Linked DNA regions of Ovis aries: region 2 is linked to region 1. A link is a contact called in public Hi-C data. All regions are on one chromosome and are shown on one strand. The core of a region is the stretch at or near the end of the contact, and the rest is flanking DNA. Distances in the headings are between cores, read along the strand shown. Region 1 overlaps EEPD1 (endonuclease/exonuclease/phosphatase family domain containing 1). Region 2 has its middle 110 kb from the start of SEPTIN7.

The links. Hi-C and Micro-C count contacts between places; a contact is called where the count stands out from the background.
Region 2: a Hi-C map of tail adipose tissue shows a contact between it and region 1, with 10 times the contacts expected there. The contact joins two enhancer-like sites. A contact is called at or near these places in 13 of 16 Hi-C or Micro-C datasets (blood, hypothalamus, liver and 6 more).

Annotation. Positions count from the first base shown.
Region 1 is chr4:62,554,448-62,558,747 of ARS-UI_Ramb_v3.0, forward strand. EEPD1 (endonuclease/exonuclease/phosphatase family domain containing 1) reads right to left here. Exons shown (of 8, transcript XM_060415022.1): 7 at 457-651. Among named protein-coding and RNA genes, the nearest start is that of EEPD1, 120 kb to the right of the region's middle. Within about 2 kb of position 1,729, at least 10 of the 54 cell types and tissues checked have an H3K27ac peak or open chromatin away from gene starts, as enhancers often do. A contact at or near this core is called in tail adipose tissue, where this site is marked.
Region 2 is chr4:62,793,940-62,798,129 of ARS-UI_Ramb_v3.0, forward strand. No RefSeq gene overlaps it. Among named protein-coding and RNA genes, the nearest start is that of SEPTIN7, 110 kb to the right of the region's middle. Within about 2 kb of position 1,467, at least 2 of the 54 cell types and tissues checked have an H3K27ac peak or open chromatin away from gene starts, as enhancers often do. A contact at or near this core is called in tail adipose tissue, where this site is marked.

The sequences.
Region 1 (4,300 bases), core at 479-2,978:
CAACTGAGCCCGTGTACTACAACTGCTGAGCCCACGCTCTAGAGCCCGTGAGCCACACTCCTGAAGCCCACGTGCCCTGGAACCCGTGCCCTACAAGAGGAAGCACTGCAGGGAGAAGCCCACGCGCCACAACTAGAGGGTGGCCCCTACTCAGCGCAGCAGAGCAAGTTCGCAGCAGCGACCCAGCGCTACCAGTCGATAGCCAGGTCTGCCCGGCACGCATCTGCTTTGTCCCTGATGTAGGTCAGTGAATGCCTTTTACTTAGTTTTCAGAACCCCTTCACTCTTAAAAGTGGCTCTGTGTGAAAGATAATTATACAGCCGCCTCAACAGTAACCTCATAAATGCCTGCAGAGGAGGGAAGGTCACTCCTGACTCTCGCTCAAACCAGACAATCGTGAACTGCCAGCTCAGACAGGTGACTCTCCCTGTTTCTGAACAGCACGTGTGCTTTACCTGTGAAAACCTTCTTTAAGCTTTTACTGATCCAGATGTTGTCCAGAGTCTTCGAGCCTTGAGGATTCTTGGTGCTGATGTTGGTAAAGGTGTGTGCGGGGATCAGGTGGTGGAATTTTTCTTTCCTCAAGATATCATAGTCACTGCTGTCTGGCCCCTGGCCAAAATCCCCTAAAACTATCACGTCTTTTTCTCCTAGAAGTGGAAGAGAGAAATTCAGAAATGTAAGAGGTGGTGGGAAGTTAACCCAGCACTGACCACCACTCATTTAAGTAGGATCGTGAGTGTCTGATCTGACTCTCCAGGATTAGGACTGTGGCATGGTTCTTATTCTCCCAATTCTTCCAAGTTCCTTGTGCAACACCCCCTCACCGCCCCCCGACCCCACACCCAAGCTCCCAGAGTAGGTTAGTGACACATTAGGTTGGTGTGATGTCAACATCACCTCTGTTCTGGATCATGGGTTCCGAATCTCGTAGCACAGAAAGGCCCTAAGGGTCTTGCCCAGATCGTTAACAAAAGCTCAACAAACATTTATTGAGCACAGAAGGAAGCCCGAGTGGAGACACAGGAAGAAGACAGTCATCTGTAAGCCGAGGAGAGGCCTCAGAAGGAACCGACCCTGCCAACACCTTGATCATGGACTTCCTAGCCTTCAGGACTGTAAGAAAATAAATGCCTGTTGTTTAAGCCATCCAGTCTGTGGTGTTTTGTTATGGAACCCCAGCACACTAATATAGGGCAAAATACTTTAAAGTATTTTCAACAGCTCTCTCAAACTCTAGTTTGATTTACAAGAGTAAGTGGGATAGTTATGAAGTATTTTCCCAAGTGAGGAGACATTCAGAAAAGGACAGTGAGACCCAACTTGGCTCCCTGGGATTCCCGTCCACTGCCTGACCATCACTTCCTGTCTCGAAGCTCCCCTCAGGAGAGCCACGTTATCACAGGGAGAAACATTGCAAGGAAAGCTTTAAAGAAAGCAGTTCATAACCAAGGGCCAAATGCATCTGAGACACTCAACAAATCTTCGTGGACTTGAATACACATCAATAACAAGGGCTGCTGCTGCTGCTAAGTCACTTCAGTTGTGTCCAACTCTGTGTGACCCCATAGACGGCAGCCCACCAGGCTCCCATGTCCCTGGGATTCTCCAGGCAAGAACACTGGAGTGGGTTGCCATTTCCTTCTCCAATGCATGAAAGTGAAAAGTGAAAGGGAAGTCGCTCAGTCGTGAGATTAAGAAATCCAAAGTGAAATGACACAAGCCACCAGCAGAGGGCACTCACGTTCTGCACATGACACCCTCTCCCAGGGGGCCTGAGGGGAGGGAAGGGGATGGAAGGAAGCCCTTCCTGCAGCCACTGTATGACCGACAGAGAGGCATCTGACCCTCATGCTAGAGCCTAACAACCCTGGCACCCAAAGCAGGGCGAGCCCAACTAAGCTGGTCTTGAGAAATCACGGCGAACTTTCAACAGGAAAGTCAACTTATGAATAATACTAATAACAACTCCTACGAGGCCAGTGTCAATGACCCTCCACTGAGTCGTCACCGTGTGCTGGGGACCTCTTGCAGGTAAGAAGCTGAGGCTCTAACCAAAGCCACCAAGCCCTCAAATCCAGGACAAAGAGCTAGGATGGAAAAGCCCCACACGCTTGGAACAGAGCCTGCTGCCTGGCAGACGTAAGAGAAACACGCACGGAAGAAATGGTAAACGAAGCGTGAGGAAAACTGCACAATTAAGGTGCAACGTAGCTTTTAAAAGGAATGAATAGAAAGATGTACCTTTATTAAATTTCAAGGAAAACTTAGGAAAGACTGAGACAAAAGATTTCAATATTATGAGAGGTTTTCATTAGGATACAAACATGAAATATTTGAGCCAAAAGAAGACAGTTCTGGGGTTTTTCCTGGTGGCTCAGTGGTAAAGAATCCACTGGCCAGTGCAAGAGACATGGGTTCAATCCCTGGTCTGGGACGATCCCACATGCCACGGGGCAACTAAGCCCGCGTACCACAACTGTTAAGGCTATGCTCTAGAGCCCCAAAGCCACAGCTGATGAAGACTGCACACCCTACAGCCTGTGCTCCACAACAAGAAAAGCCACTGCAACGAGAAGCCTTTGTGCTGCAACTAGAGAAAGCCCGTGTGCCACAGTGAAGACTCGGCACTGACAAAAAATATATATATATTTTTTTCTTTTAAGAAAAGATATATATATATATATATATATTTTTTTTTCTTTTAAGAAAAGAAAATTCTGAACCCAGGAGAGATGCTGGTGTCAGGCATCAATAAACCAAGCTCTGTGTAACTTCGGGAATGAAAATAATGGCTCATTTTGAATTGGACTGTCCAGGTTTCTTACAATTCATCTACTTCGGTTAAAGCAGTTTGGTGATGACATGGAGACACTCCCTGCCTCTGACAACCCACAGATGTGCAGGGCCCTAAATTCTCCTAGGAAGCTGTCCGCCAGGGTGGGCTCCACAGGTACCCACTGAGTTTCTAGGAGTTAGGGCTTCCCAGGTCTCCCTAGTGGTAAATAACATGCTTGCCAATGCAGGAGACCCAGAAGATGCAGGTTCGACCCCTGGGTCAGGAAGATTCCCCCTGGAGGAGGGCATGGCAATCCACTCCAGTATTCGTGCCTGGAGAATCCCACGGCCAGAGGAGCCGCCTGGCAGGCTAGTCTCTGGGGCCACAAAGAATCAGACACTACTGAGTGCACACATTTTCCAGGAGTGAAGGGATAATATTTGGGGCTGACTTTCTCAGAGTCCTAGATTTATAAAATGCCAGCGACAATAGCAGGAGCCCGGCCCCACTAGGGGTAAGTCTTACTCAGATGCCAAGCATGACCCTGCCTTGTTTGACTCTTGCTGAAATTCCATCAGTGGATGGGCACCCCACCCTGAGCCCTCACTGACGTCAGTCAACCTGGGCGCACGTTCCAGACAAAGGTGGAAAGGTCCAGAGTTTGCTAATCAAGCCGACTCTGTTTGCTCTGATAGAAAGAAGCCTGTGGAATAAAGTTCAGTCTTTGTTTGAGCCAAGCTGCCTCTGCTCATCGATTTACCCGAGCTGCCGCTTGGGCAGGTTGCAGCACTTCCTGATTCCACGGCTCTGCTGTGTCACCAGTTAACAATAGGCTGGACGTTAGTTAAATGCAGGGGGACACGGGGACATGAGTCACTGTCCTTACCTGGGCACGTCAAAGCTGAGTCAGACTGTGGCTCAATCGTCCCTGGCAGCTTGAAACAATACGCTGCCCAGGTCTTCTGACAAACACCTGATCCCTACCAGAATTATCCGAAAAGATAGCAGGGCCTATGGTTATCAGAGAAGTAAGGGACTGGCACATTCCCTTCCTCCTTCCATATAAAGCAAAAGTTTGAAATCAAGAACAACAGAAATGTCCAGAGTTTTAAAAGCTGTCAAGTCATCCTTCATAATGGGTTAGAGTCTAGCCGTGGGTGAACAATCTCCCACATGGTTGCTCCTTGGATGAAGTACCTTGACTTAAACAGCTTTCTGACTTTTTTTTTTAGCCCAAAGACTCACAATTTAAGGAGAACGCTATTCGCAGCACATCCTGGTTTGAAATGTAAGCTGTACCTCAATGTTCATAAGAGCATTATCCATAACAGCCAAAAGATGGCAATAACCCAAGTGTCCATTGACAGACACATGGAATAGTATTTGGCCATAAAAATGAAAGGAAATTCTGATGTATACTACAAGCCATAAAGACATAACGTAAGTGAAATAAACTGGCCACAAAGGGACAAATATTGTAAGGTTCCATTTAGATGAGATACCTAGAGAGGTCAAGTTCA
Region 2 (4,190 bases), core at 217-2,716, 240 kb after region 1:
AGTGCTGTAGAATTGACGCTTTTGAAGTGTGGTGTTGGAGAAGACTCTTGAGAGTCTCTTAGACTGCAAGAAGACCCAACCAGTCCATTCTAAAGGAGATCAGTCCTGGGTGTTCATTGGAGGGACTGATGTTGAAGCTGAAACTCCAATGCTTTGGCCACGTCATGCGAAGATTTGACTCATTGGAAAAGACCCTGATGCTGGGAGGGATTGGGGGCAGGAGGAGAAGGGGATGACAAAGGATGAGATGGCTGGATGGCATCACCAACTCGATGGACGTGAGTTTGGGTGAACTCCAGGAGTTGGTGATGGACAGGGAGGCCTGACGTGCAGCAATTCATGGGGTCACAAAGAGTCAGACACAACTGAGCGACTGAACTGACTGACTGACTGAAACTCTCTTAGGTGAAGAAAACATTGATTATGCTGATGGACTAGTCATGCTGCCTTATTCTGAATTCAGTTCAATCTAGGATTTAGATTTTCATTTATTCTCTGAAGTACAATTCTGAAATCATCAATCCTCAGGAGAGGCACCAATGGAAAAGTCACCCTCTGGATGGAGTATCAGATATGCGTGCTTGATGTGAATACAAACAGTCTTTTGAAAAAGCACTGCCAACAGACCAGCATTAAGGAAGAGATGTGAAGTTAAATTTAAGGAGAAATGAACAATTATGCTAGAAGATGGGACAAACTGAGAAAGCAGCACTGAAACATATACATTACCATATGTAAACGTCTGTGTGTGTTAATCACTCAGTTGAATCCAACTCTTTGTGAACCCATGGACTGTAGCCCACTAGGCTCCTCTGTCCATGGAATACTCCAGGCAAGAATACTGGAGTGGTAGCCATTCTCTTCTCCAGGGTATCTTCCCAACCCACCATACGTAAAGTAGATAGCTAATGGGAAGTTGCTGTATACCACAAGGAGCTCAACCTGGTGCTCTGCGACAACCTAGAGAGGTGGGATGGGGTGGGAGGTGGGAGGGAGGTTCAAGAGGGAAGGAACATATGTATACCTATGGCTGATTCAGTTGATGTATGGCAGAAAGCAACACAACATCGTAAAGCAATTATCCTCCAATTCAAAATAAATCTTTGAAAAATAAACAAATAATATAAATAAGTAAAACCCACTCAAGTCCTAAGAATGGGGAACGGAAATTTACCTATAGTAAAGGTGTGCCTTTTGACCCCTAGTATTTGGAACTAAAACCACACTTGTGAGGAGCCCTGCGTTCCAGAGCAGATATGCTAATAAGCCAGGGGACTGGGATTATTTTGGGGTCTCAATAGTTTGTCCCCTACCCTGCCACTCGGGATCATCATACAAAATATTTGACCTATTTCTTCCTTACAAAACACTTCTTGGCCATGAATTTGTTGGCTGAACCCAGCGGTTCTCCTCTTCCCTACATCTCTGTACAAACATGTTTGGTTGTTTATCTGATCAGGGCGACTTAGAGTCAATGTCCCAGAGGATGCAATGGGTGGCCCAGGAGTGGGATGAACATTTAGGAAGCCCTCAACGCATGACTTCCATCTGATTTCACTTGCCCTCAGGACTGCAGTCTGAGTACATTCTAAGTGGCCCTGGGCTCAGCCAGGCCCCCATGACCTGTTTAAGGCTTGGCAGAGAGGAAGACTGATTCAAGAGTATGGACCCAACTTGAGGAGCCGCATTGAAAAGATCACCAGAAATAGTTTCTTTACATACACGCTAATTTCTGCAATCCTTTCCTTAGGACAGGACAGGAGCTGAGCCCAGCACATGTGTGCTTAGTCATGTCCCACTCTTGGCAACTCCATTGACTGTAGCCCACCAGACACCTCTGTCCATGGAATTTTCCAGGCAAGAATACTGGAAGTGGGTTGCCATTTCCTACTCTAGAGGATGTGGCATTTTTCTTGGGGATAGCATTTATGAAAGAGTGTATGAGTTGCCGGGGCCACTTGGATTTCTTTGGCTTTTTCATCTATCCAAATGTCTAGTTTTCCCGATTCTCTTTACCACAAGCGAGGGTCCTGAGACTGCACCTGGGCATTAGGGCCACAGCAAGAGGAGGCAGGAAGGTACAGTCCTCAGGCACACCCTGCTGGGGAAACACCTGTGGTCCCCAGAGCAGGACACTACTGGGACTCCAGATCATTCAGTGGTTTGCAGGGCTGAAGCTCTTCTTCTGTGCCTGCTATCTGCAACAGTGAAGTTTATGACCCTGGGGTGATCTCTTCTGGCTCAAGAGGTCTGAAAAGCAAGTCAATTAGCTATGCGATGGAAAACAGCATTTTTTTTTTTTTTTCTGCCAAAGAGAGCTATTTCCAGTAGATTTCTATCTGGCCTATTCCCGCTTCTGCTCCTCTCTAATCAGATGACATTTTGCCACAGAGGTGTTGTTGTTGTGGTTTGCTGCTGCTGCTGCTAAGTCGCTCAGTCGTATCCGACTCTCAGCGACGCCATGGACTGCAGCCTATCAGGCTCCTCCATCCATGGGATTCTCCAGGCAAGAGTACTGGAGTAGGGTTCCACTGCCTTCTCAGTCTGTTGTGGTTTAGTCACCTATTATTTGAATGGATGTGGCATTAATAATTTCCCATGTCAATAAGAATGGTTCAAAAGTAGCATTTGTATCCAAGCAAAATATTACAATGTCTGGGACTTCCCTGGAGGCCCAGTGGTGAAGATCCTTCACATGCGTAATACAGGGGGCCCAGGTTCCTTCCCTGGCCAAGGAACTAGATCCCACGTGCCACAACTAAGACCTGGAGCAGGCAAAGGAATAAATAAATATTTTTTAAAAAATTATATTGTTTGATTGTATCATGTTTGAAGTTTAATCATTTATTCCAGGAAGAGGCTGGGACCTCTGTGGGGGCACAGGCACTCGGTTCCTAACAGACCTCCCTGGATGAAGCTGTGTATCATTAGCATTGGTCTATGTCACCAGCGCTATAGACAAATCCCATCTCCCCAACTAAGACAATCCAGAGACAACTCCCATCACTTCAGGGTCAGCAGACAGGTGTTGCCTGGCTCTCAGTTTGGGTTCTTCTATAAAATACAAAAAGCCTGATAGGCTTTGGTCTACAGAAGGAGAGTTTTCCCAGTGGGGTATGTTAAGAGTCTATGCTTTAAGTAGACCAGTTCACTTTTAATGTCAATCCTGAAAGAAATTAAATGGGAAGTTCCTGTTAGACATAGTGTTTATGGAAACCCAAGAAACTGATGGGTGAGCCCCCATGAATTCACCCAGGTGTCAGGGTCTGAGTGAGTCAACGCCGGACACTTAACATGAACAGAAGGGCAGACACAGATCTGGAAAACTCCCTGTGTGCCGAGCAAATGCCCTGAAGCCTCATGGCATTGTCTGTAGGTTGATGGCATCTGTGGCAGGACCCCCAGGGTTCAAGCCCATCGTTTTTGCCTGTCTCTCACCCTGTCGGATGGCCCCTGCAGAGCTGTCCCAGTCACCCTCCCAGCCTCACGATCCAGGCATCGCTGCCAGTGCAGGTAGCCCTATGTTCATGTGTTTTCTTTACCTGTGGATTCCCTCTGTCCCTACATGCACCTCCCTTATCACTGTGAGACAGACCCTTGAATGAATGACACATGCGGTGCCATTGTGTGTTCACACGTATTTTAGTTAATAGGAATAGTAGTGGGCTTGAGACCCTACTCTATTTCTTACGTTTCTCCCTCTGCCTTGTATTGTTGCTGTGTCTGTATGGTTTGCTGTTCCTCAGGCCTCTATCAGTTTGATGTCAAGAAAACCAAAACCACCAGATGAAAAATACACTTTTCAGCAGTTCCGTCTGGTGCTGACTTGCTGAGATTCCAAGACCCAAGCAAATGTTATCCATTTTAGCTTTGGATTTTACTCACAAGGAATTAATCTCAAGAGGTAAATAATATCAGATTTCCCCTCACCTAATTTACTGTAAACCACCCTCTAAGACTGGAAGACATTTAAAGTCAGGTTTCTCCTTTGGGTCCCACAAAGACTCTGAGTGGAGCTGGGGGCGTTACATAGCCCCAGAGGTCCCCTAGGGGTCCAGGTCAGGGCGGCTCCCACCTCTGGGCAGTGCTGTTGTCTCACCCCACAGCACATCCACTGGCCTTCTGTCTTCCTCTGGTAGGACCCTGAAAGGAAGGGGTCCCCAGGGCAACCCCATGATCTCTCTGCTGGG